2 separate regions of the Anas platyrhynchos genome follow, and region 2 is linked to region 1. The links are chromatin contacts, called in public Hi-C maps. All regions are on one chromosome and are shown on one strand. Each heading gives the region's core, a stretch centred on a gene start, on an enhancer-like site or on the middle of the called end of the contact. The rest is flanking DNA. Distances are from core to core; before and after follow the strand shown. Region 1 has its middle 3.7 kb from the start of WASF2. Region 2 holds the start of AHDC1 (AT-hook DNA binding motif containing 1).

Evidence for each region. Hi-C and Micro-C count contacts between places; a contact is called where the count stands out from the background.
Region 2: a contact with region 1 is called in a Hi-C map of skeletal muscle, with 1.7 times the contacts expected there. The contact joins the promoter of AHDC1 here to the enhancer-like site in region 1. A contact is called at or near these places in 3 of 8 Hi-C or Micro-C datasets (liver, skeletal muscle and subcutaneous adipose tissue).

What each region holds. Positions count from the first base shown.
Region 1 is chr24:4,129,420-4,134,023 of IASCAAS_PekinDuck_T2T, reverse strand. No RefSeq gene overlaps it. Among named protein-coding and RNA genes, the nearest start is that of WASF2, 3.7 kb to the right of the region's middle. Within about 2 kb of position 2,748, at least 1 of the 8 cell types and tissues checked has an H3K27ac peak or open chromatin away from gene starts, as enhancers often do.
Region 2 is chr24:4,188,320-4,192,923 of IASCAAS_PekinDuck_T2T, reverse strand. It overlaps AHDC1 (AT-hook DNA binding motif containing 1), which reads left to right and starts at 2,178. Exons shown (of 7, transcript XM_038167196.2): 1 at 2,178-2,415; 2 at 2,997-3,117. LOC119713588 (a long non-coding RNA gene) reads right to left here and starts at 1,975. Exons shown (of 2, transcript XR_005260782.2): 1 at 864-1,975; 2 at 540-792.

The sequences.
Region 1 (4,604 bases), core at 1,499-3,998:
GGCCCCATTGGGGGCGAGAGGGGATCACCCAGTGCCAGCGCTCTGTTGGGGCACAGCCAGGGGGGGCTCGGGCTCCATGGGGTGGGGGCACTCAGGGCATGTCCCTGACCCCTGGGGAACAGGGGGGTGCATGGGGATGGCACCCCCAAGGTGTTCAGGCTGCAGGAGGGGTTCTGCAAGGAACACAGGAGGCCTTTTAGGCTAGGTGGGGCTATGGGGTGGGGAGGGGGCAGCTGCGCCCTATAAAGGCTGAGGGAGCCCTGCTGGGGGCTGGAGCTGCTTGGTTGTGGTGGGGACCTTGGCTGTGCCCTGCAGGAGGAACCAGGTCAGGATCGCGTCCCCTGGGGCTGGCGATGGGTCAGGGTCTGGTTTGGGGGTGCTGGGGTGGGAACCTGGGGGCACCGTGGGGGTTTTTTTTGGGGGGTGCGGTGCCGGCCCCGCTGTTTGTTTTTCCGAGGGCCCAAATGGTGCGGGTTATCAGCGGCGGCAGAAGCGCCGCGCTTCCTGTCTCGGTGTGCACGCCGGCTCCTCGGGGAGGGATTAAGGGGATTATATTATTATTTGTTATCACTGAGGGGGGAGAAAAAAAAAAAAAAAGAAGAAGAAACCTCCATTGCTGGGAACTCTGCCTAATCGGGGCAGAGATTAGCTCCTTCCCCAGGCCTCCACCCGGCTGGGCTGTGGCCACAGACAGCTCCCACGGGCACCGGGACCACGGTGACCCTGCCCGGGATGGGGGTCCGGGGGGGACCACCCTGCAGCAGCCCTGTGGCTTTGTCATCCCTCCCGGCAGGGTGACACAGGGCCACCAGGTCCCCGGGGAGCCGCTTTGCCCGCAGCCACGTGGGGGAGAGGATTTGGGAGGCAGTGGTCACCGTGGGGAGCAGCGCCGTGTCCCTGGGCACGGTGCCACCGTGTCCCTAGGCACCAGCAGCGCAGGGCGAGCCAGGGAGAAACGTTCCCAGCAGCGTGGGCAGGGGGGTTCTGCCTTCCCAAATGCCGAACCCATGGAAAACGGCCAGCTTGGGGTGCCCAGGATGCGCACCCAACCCTGGTCCCCTTCGTCTCACGGAGGGTGCAGGGGGAGGAACGCAGCCCCAGGGGGAGGCGAGGCTCCTGGCCGGGCGCATGGCTGGGTGCCGCAGGCTGGGACGTGCCTCCCGCCCTTCCTCGCCCCATATCGGCCATCCTCTTCCTTGCCCTGAGCCCTGCGGTGAGCGATGCCCCGCTGCCAGCTCAGCCCTGCCCGCCTCTGACTCACGGGGAGCCGCCCCGGCGGGGTGCAGGGCGGGCAGGGTGCTGCCACGTGCCATGGGCGTCCCCATCTCACGGTCCCCTTGATGCGTCCCAGCCCATCCTCATCCTCCTGGGGACGAAGGCTGGGTTGTGCCACGGTGTTTTGGGGACACGAGGGAGCCTGCGGGGCAGCGAGGGCTGTGGATGGGGGCCAGGAGGGGGACGATGCCGCAGCCGAGCTGTGCGCCCAGCTTTGTGTGGTGCCGTGCCCCAGCCCATCCTCCCCTCCGTGCGCCACCCCCTGCCCAGCCCCAGCCCCGTAGGGCTGCGGGCATCCTTTTGGGGAGGCAGAAACCCCCCCAGCCCTCAGGGCACGGGGCACCCCAGGGCAGCACTGCGACCGGGAGCGCTCTGTGCGCTGGCGCAGAGGTCTCAGGAGATGGGGCTGCCTTTTCCTTCCTCTCCACAGCTCTTCCTGCCGGGCCGGGAGTCCCCCAAGGCCAGCCTTGCTCATTATATTGCAGCTCACCTATTCCTGCCCAGCACAAACAAGCGCACATCGCTAGTTATTTATTTTCCCCTTTTTCCAACCCCATCACCACCACCACCACCGGTTTTGAGCAACCGGAGGCCGATCCGGGTTCAAACGTGGGGTGCAGGCGTGGGGCAGCCCCTCTCCAATTTCACCTTGGCCGTGGCGGGGCTGCAGCCAGCGACACGGCGGCAGAAAGGCTGTCATTAGAGCTGCCTCCGCGCACCCTTCCGCTGATGGACCACGCTATTTTCTTTAGTCTTTTATTTACACTTTATTGCTCTTGTTTTTGCACCGGCAAGCGCTGCTGGAGTGCACAGAAATCCTTCAGATCTCGGCTGGCAGCAGAGCTCTGCCTAATCATAGTCATTATCTGGAAGCAGGTAATGGGCATCTTTCCCATGTTAATTTGAAAACAGAACCGGCGAGAGCAGGACGCCGGGGACGGAGCAGGCACCCGGGGGGTGCGCGGCCACCCCGCTCACCCCGAGGTTTGGGGAGAGGGCGCGGGGGACGCAAACACGCCGGGCACGGCCACCGCCCGGGCTTTGCACGAAATAAATCCTCCTCGGGAAGGGATTTGGGCACCGCAGCCGGTTCCTGGCTGGCATCCCGCAGCCGGAGCCCGTTGGTGCTGCCGCAGCAATAAAATCGCCAGGTCTTGTTTTCGCGGCGAGGAGGATGCTGGCTCGCCCTCCTCCCGCGCCGCCGTCAGAACTTGCCCCCGGATCGGCCCAGCCTGGCTCGGTCCTTCGTTAACAAGGACTCGTCCCTTTTATCCTCGGCTGCGGGAGGGGACGGGGATGGAGGGGAGCGGGGAGGATGTCTCCCGTGGGCGAGCCTCCCCCTCGCCGGGGCCGGGAGGGGAAGGCTGGGTGGCGTTGGAGTTTCGTTTGCTGAGATACCATTAACGAGTGAGCAAAGGTTGCGGAGTCTCCATGGAGACAAGACAGCAAGCGAGACGAGCGGGTGTGCAGCCGAGGTTAGAGCTGATTAGTAAATGTCAGCGGCGCGGCAACTGCCCGCCGCCGAGCTGGCCCGGGGCCCCGGTGGGCAGCGGGCACCCCATGCGTCCTGGGCACCATGGGCACCCCAAGTGTCCCATGTGTCCTGCACGCCACGGGTACCCAAAGCATCCTGGGCACCAGGGTTGTCCTTTGTGTCCTGGGGACCATGGGCACCCCGTGTGCTCTGGGCTCTAGGGGCACCCCGTGTGTCCTGGGGACCAGGGACACCCCACATGTCCTGGGCACCATGGGCACCCTGTGCATCCCATGTGCCCTGCACCCCAGGAGCACCTCATGTACCCCGTGTACCCTGCGCACTGCGGGCACCTGCTGCGTCCTGCGTGCTCTGTGCACCCTGTGCCCCCTGAGCCCTTCATGCCCCCCCTACACCAAGTGCCCCCCACGCATCCCCCAGGCCCTAGGAACCCTGCACACTTCCTCGTGTGCCCCGTGCGCCCTGGGCACCCCATGCACCCCGTGTGCCCCACGCACCCCGGCTTGCCACCAATACCAGCAGGGAGGTGACTTTTATAGGAACCAGGGATTTGGGATGCTGCTGGGTGCCCGTTCCCGGAGCATCCTCGCAGCTCTGTTGCTGCCAGCCCTGGCGGCCTTCCCACAGGGAGCGGGGCTGCAGCTGGAGCCGCTCTCCCTGCGCGCCAGCCGCCGTGCCGCGCTCCTCGGCCATTTTGTGAGGCACGGGGGGCAGCGGGGGGGCAGAGCTGCCGGAGGCAAGGACAGGGAAGGGGGCAGCCGGCCAGGGACAGGCACCCGAGGCTCCCCGGCACAGCCTGGGGGGGACTCGAGAGCCGCTTGGCCACCGTCCCCCAGCACCTCCGGGCAAGGACGCGGTCACGGCCTCGTGCGGGGCTGGGGTGGCAGTGATTTTTGTCCCTCCCGTTGAGGATTTCTGCTTGTCCCCATCCTCGGGGTGTGGAGAGGAAGGCTGAGACTGGACCTGCCGGATTTTAGCAGGGAGCAGAGCCCAGGCTGAGGGGTGGGAGGGAGCTGGAGGGGGCAGCAGCGCGGGGCAGGACCCCGCTAGGGTTAGGGGGGCTCGGATGCAGCCGGAGCCCACCCGGGGGAGAGGCAGGAGCAGCCTGCGCAGCATTTCCCTCCAACAAAAAGCACCTGGCAGGCGAGAGCAGCCCTCTCACCGAGAAACAAGTGTCAGGGGGGTGCCGCGGGGAGGGGGGGGCCGGATCCCGCAATTTAGCAGGTATTATTCGGCAGCTATAAACAGAGCCTCTCGCACAGGCAGGGGAAGAGATAAAGGTTGCGGCGCAGCTACAGATTAGGTGGTTCCCTTGAGGCTGTGACACCTTGAGATGGAAGCAGATCTTCTTCAAGGCGACGGCTGGCTGGCAGCCTGGAAAACCTGGAGCCTCCCGCAGCCTCCCGCGGCGCCTCGCACCCAGGGGTGGGTGCTGGCGGGTGGGGGACACGGCCGGGGGGCACCACGGGATGCTGTGCGTGGAGGGGCAGCGTAAAACGGGTGAAAAAAGGTCATTTCCATCACCATCACGAACCTGTCTCAGCCAGGGTGTGCTGAGGGGGGGTGGTGGATACCCGGGTGCCCAGGGCTGGGGGTGTCCGTCCAGGGAACCGCAGGATTGACGGGGATTTAATCAGTGGGGTTTGCCCCAAAGCACCCAAAGATGCCTCCAGCTTTTTTTGGCTGAACAGAGCCCGGCGCTGGTGGCGGTGATCGGGCAGGGGAGGGAAGATTTGGGCAGGGGAGGGAAGATTTTAATGCCCCAGGTGCTGCTGATGGGGTGTGTTTGGGACACTGGGGATCTTTGTTCTCCCTCCTCCTTCCCTTTCCCCCT
Region 2 (4,604 bases), core at 929-3,428, 59 kb before region 1:
ACCGGGGGGCCCGGGTGACCCGGGGGGGCCCTGGGGACCCGTTTTGGCCACCCCCTTCCCCGCCCCGTGGCACTGAAGGGCTGGCCACGCGTGGAACCGGGACACGGGTGGCGTGGGCGCTGCGCCCCCGCCCTGACGCCCCCTGGCACCGCCGCCCACCGTCAGCTTTGGGGGCTCGGGGTGAGGGGGACCCCTCCCCAAAATCTGTCCCCACGAGCGTCCTGCCCCAAAGCAGCCCTGAGGCCAGCTGGGGACCTCCAGGGACCACCAGCGGGACTCAAGGGGGGGACAAACCCACTCCTGGGGACAAGCAGGGTCACCCAGCTCGATGGGGGGGTGCTGGGCACCCATGGGAGCCCGGCAGAGCCCCGGTGGGTGCCCCTCTGCAGGGACCCCGCTGCGAAGAGCCTCGCTTTGCTCCTCCTCGCCCGCTCCCAGCCCTGGCGAGGGCTCGGTGCCAGGCGGGTATATATATTTTATGATAACTATAGAGATGCACTTCAAACCTGACAAAGGACTTTGACAGTTTTAAGCATCTCTTTGATTAATACATGACCTTTTAATGCTTCGGATTAAATTAATAAATCTTTTACATTCCAACCCATTCTGCTTGCAGCGTAATGTTTTCTGCACGACCTCCTTCTCTCCCCGCGCACGCGAGGCATCCCCCCTGTCCTGCTGTCCCACGGCACCCGGGGCAGGTAACATCAAGGCACGGCCCCTGCAATATTCATACGGTGCAGAGCCCCGCGAGGCGAGCGGGGAGGGATCCTCCTCAGGTTTGAACCATCCCTAAAAATAGCAAGAAAATTCAAAGCTGACATTCAGGGCGAGGGGACGAGGAAGGCTGCAAAGTTGCTCACTCAGCCACCAGCAATTGCAGCGATCCTGTCTGCGTGTGCAGATTCCTCTGCTGACCGGGCTGGAGCGCCGGGCCTCCTCTCCGCAGGGTTTGCAGGAGCTGGGAGCGATGCAGATGGGTCCCCGTCCTCACCCCGTTCCCAAATCCGAGCCTGCTGGGGTGAGCAGAGCCCAGGGATGCAGCTGCTGGCATTTCGGATACGAAGCGCGGCGATGCGTCCATGCTGGAAGGCAGCTCTCCATCCGACCCCAGTTCAACCAGTTTGTCCCAGTCTGGCGGCGGAGCTGGGGAGCCCGGCACGTCTCCTGAGCGCCGATTCCCTCCCTGCCGCCTGTTGATCCCCGACCACAGATGAAAACCCAACGTGCAGCACGGCGGTGAGGCAGAGGGCTGCTGTGAAGCCAGGTGCTGCGTGTCTCCCTGCACCCATGTGTTATTTCATCGATGACTCACGTGTTATTAGCAGCCGAGCAATATTCCCAATTCCCTGGAGTTAACCCTTCACTCGTCACTCACAAAACCACGGTGTCACAACAAACATCAGCGGCATTATCCGCGTTAATTATATTGTATCTGGGAGCATTAACATCGGCGCAGCCTTGGAGGGAAGGCGCTGAGGATGCTCGAGGAGCCACGAGGAGGGAGGTCACGGGGCACGATGGCAGCTGGGGGACATCTCCCCGCCCTGCCACCACCGTCCTGGGTGGTTTTGGTCACCACCTGCGCCCCCCCGGGGTCCCCTCTGTGCCAAGGGGGACATAGCCAAGGGGGGACCCCTGCACAGCACCGTGCCCTGGGGGTGGGGGAGCGGGGTGTTAGCAAACAGAGGGGAAGTTTCCAGCGCTGCCAGGCCCTAGCCACGGCTAACTTAAAAAATAATAATAATTAAGTGGAAAAAAAAAAAAAAAAAAAAAAAAGGCTAATTAGGTGGCTTCAAGGGGGTGTGCCACGGGGGAAATTCGGACCGAGGATTGGGGCGGGGAGGGGGGGGGGTCTGCGGGCTGCCTGCGTGCCCCCCAAACCCCGCATCCTACCGGGGAGCGCAGTGCGGGTGCAACCCGGGAGAGGGCAGCAATGCCCCGTGCATCCCACTTGTGTGGGGGGGTGGGCATCCCGGGGGGTTGGGGAGGGGGGGGGGGGCAAAACACCCTCCGGGTGGATGCCTCCCCCCCCAAAAAAAAAAAAAAAAAAAAAAATTGAATCCCCCCTCCCCAAGCAGAGCGCGGAGATGCGCGCCCCTTGCGCGCCCCTCCCCGCTTCGCGCCGACGGGGAGGAGAAAAGCGGGGAGAGGAGAAGGGGCGGGGGGGGGGGAAAAAAGGAAGGAGGGAAGAGAAACGAGAAGGCGGGGGGGGGAGAGAAGGAAGGACTACAAGGCCCGGCATGCCCCGGCGGTGCTGCACGGCTCCCCGGGGTGCCGGATGCTGGCCGTGCCGCTGACAGCGGAGCGAAGCGGAGCCGCGGTCCCCGCCGCGCACGGAGAGGGCAGGGCGCGCCGCGCCGCCGGCTCCGCTCCCCCCTTTCCCAGCCCCCACAAAGCCGGGAGCGGCAGAAGGCAAGAGCGAGGGAGGAGGAGGAGGAGGAGGAGGAGGTGGAGGAGGAGGAGGAGGAGGAGGAGGAGGAGGAGGAGGAAGGGGGGAGGCAGCAGCAAGCCAGGGCTCTGCTGCGCTGTGTCTTTCTTTGCTTTCCGCAGGCGGCTGAGCGGCGGAGGCGCAGAGGGGAGGTCGGTTCCCCTCCGCCTCCCGCTCCGCTGCCTTTTGTGTGTGTGCGAGGCGAAGGGGGGGGGGGGGGGGGGGGAGAGAGAAAAAATTTGAAAAAAAAAAAAAGAGAGAGAGAGAGAGGGAGAGAGAGGAGGGAAAAAAAAAAAGCGGAGGAAAAAAAAAAAAAAAGAGGAGGAAAAAAATAAGAGGAGGATAAAAAAAAAATAGCCGAGCGGCAGAGGGGGAGAGAGGAAAAAAACAGGGCGAAAAAAAAAAAAAAATCAAATAGGGGTGGGGGGGCTGGGGGGGAAGAGGGGAAAGGAGGAAAGGCGAGAGGAAAAGAGCAGGCAGGGGACGGAGGAGGGGGCGGGCTGGCAGGAGCGGAGTTGCCTGGGGAGAATGTGAGCAGGAGGCGCTGGAAATGCTCTCGTTGAAGGTGGCGAGCGGTGCCGAGGGCTCCGGGACTCCCGCGGGCGGCCAGGACGCAGCCCCGGCGGACGGCAGGAGCCTCCCCAAGCGGGCGGGCTCCGGGGGGCTCGGAGCGCAGCAGCCGGCGGGTGAGTACCGGGGTGTCCCCGTCCCCCTTCCTCCTCTTCCCCACCCCCGTTGCCTTTGTGTGGGGCTGGGACCCCGGGGGGGGGGTCGTGGCTGGAGGTGGGGGGGTCGTGGGTGGGGAGGCGGAGGGGTAAAGGGGGGAGAAAGGGAGGGAGAAAGGGATCGGGGGTGTTGTTGGGGGGCACCCAGCGTGTTGGTAGAGAGAGAGGGTGGAGGGGGAGGGAGGCGCGGCCCCCCCCCCCCTCCCCGCCGTGTGTGTGTGTGTGTGTGTGTGTGTGTGTGTGTGTGTGCCCCCCCCCCGCTGTCCCCTCCGCCGAAGTTGCGCGCGGCGAGTTGGTGCCAAATTGCAGGAGTTTAATGGCACTTGGGGAGGGGAGAGGGGGGGCGAGGGGAGGAGGGAGGGGGAGAGGGGGGAGACGGGGCTGGGGGGGGCGTCCTGGCGATCGCCCCCTCCTCCCCTCCCTCCCCCCCCCAAGAAAAAAAATCCCCCGCCGTGCCCCATTTGCACGAGTTCAGCCGCCTCCCCCGGCCGGCCCCCCCCCCCGGCTCCCCCCGGGCTGCGAGCGCTGAGTGACAGCTGTCAGAGCCGGCTCCGTCCGCTAGAAGGCGGAACGGAACATGTCAACAAAATTTGGGGTTATCCTCGCAGCCCTGGGGGGCGTCAGGAGCTCCCCCCCCCTTTACCAACCCCCTGACCCCCAGGGCAGAGCCTGCCCCCCCCCGCAACCCGGCTGGGTGCGCGGGGAGCCGGCGGCGGGGGGCACCGGGGAGGGGGTGCTGGCCCCAACTCGTGCTCTCCGCGGTGCATTCCCCTTGCGCAGGGCTCGGCGGGTGCCTGTGGCTTCTGTCCCCCCCCCCAATACCCCAAAACGTGGTTGCCTATCGGATCCTTCCACCCACCCCCCCTGGCACCCCGTTTCCGAGCCCCCCTTTGCGCTTCTTTGGCACGCGCGCGGGGCACCGGGGACCGCGGGGACCCCAAAAGGGGGGGTGGCTGCGGCCACCCCGCGGGGGTCTCTCCGCCGGCGGCCTCGAAAAGCCCCGGGGAGGGAGGCCCGGGGGCAGGTGGAGGCAGCCGGGTCCCTGCTTGTTTACTTGCCGTGGGAGGAACTGGCCCCGGCCGCGACCAGGTGGCCTTGTGCACGAAGCCACTTGGCCGGCTGCTGCGAGAGCAGCGACCAAAAAGCCGCGGTCTGAGCTCATTGTGTGCTCGCTGCGAGCCCCGGCGCGCCGGGGACTCACTCCAGATTTATCCTGGCGTGACAGAGAGCAGAAGCGAGCCCCGAGGGCGCGGGCACGCATCCTGCCCCGACGCTTTGCAGCCGGGAAGCCTGAGCGGGGGGCTTTTTCGGGGGGCAGGCGGATGAAGCTGGGGGCCCCCCGCGGCCCCCAGGCTTTCCAAACCAACCCCCCCTCCCCACCTCACCACCACCACCGCCACCCCCAGGTGTCCCCTTACACACTGGCTCTCCTGCTGGTCTGAGGAATT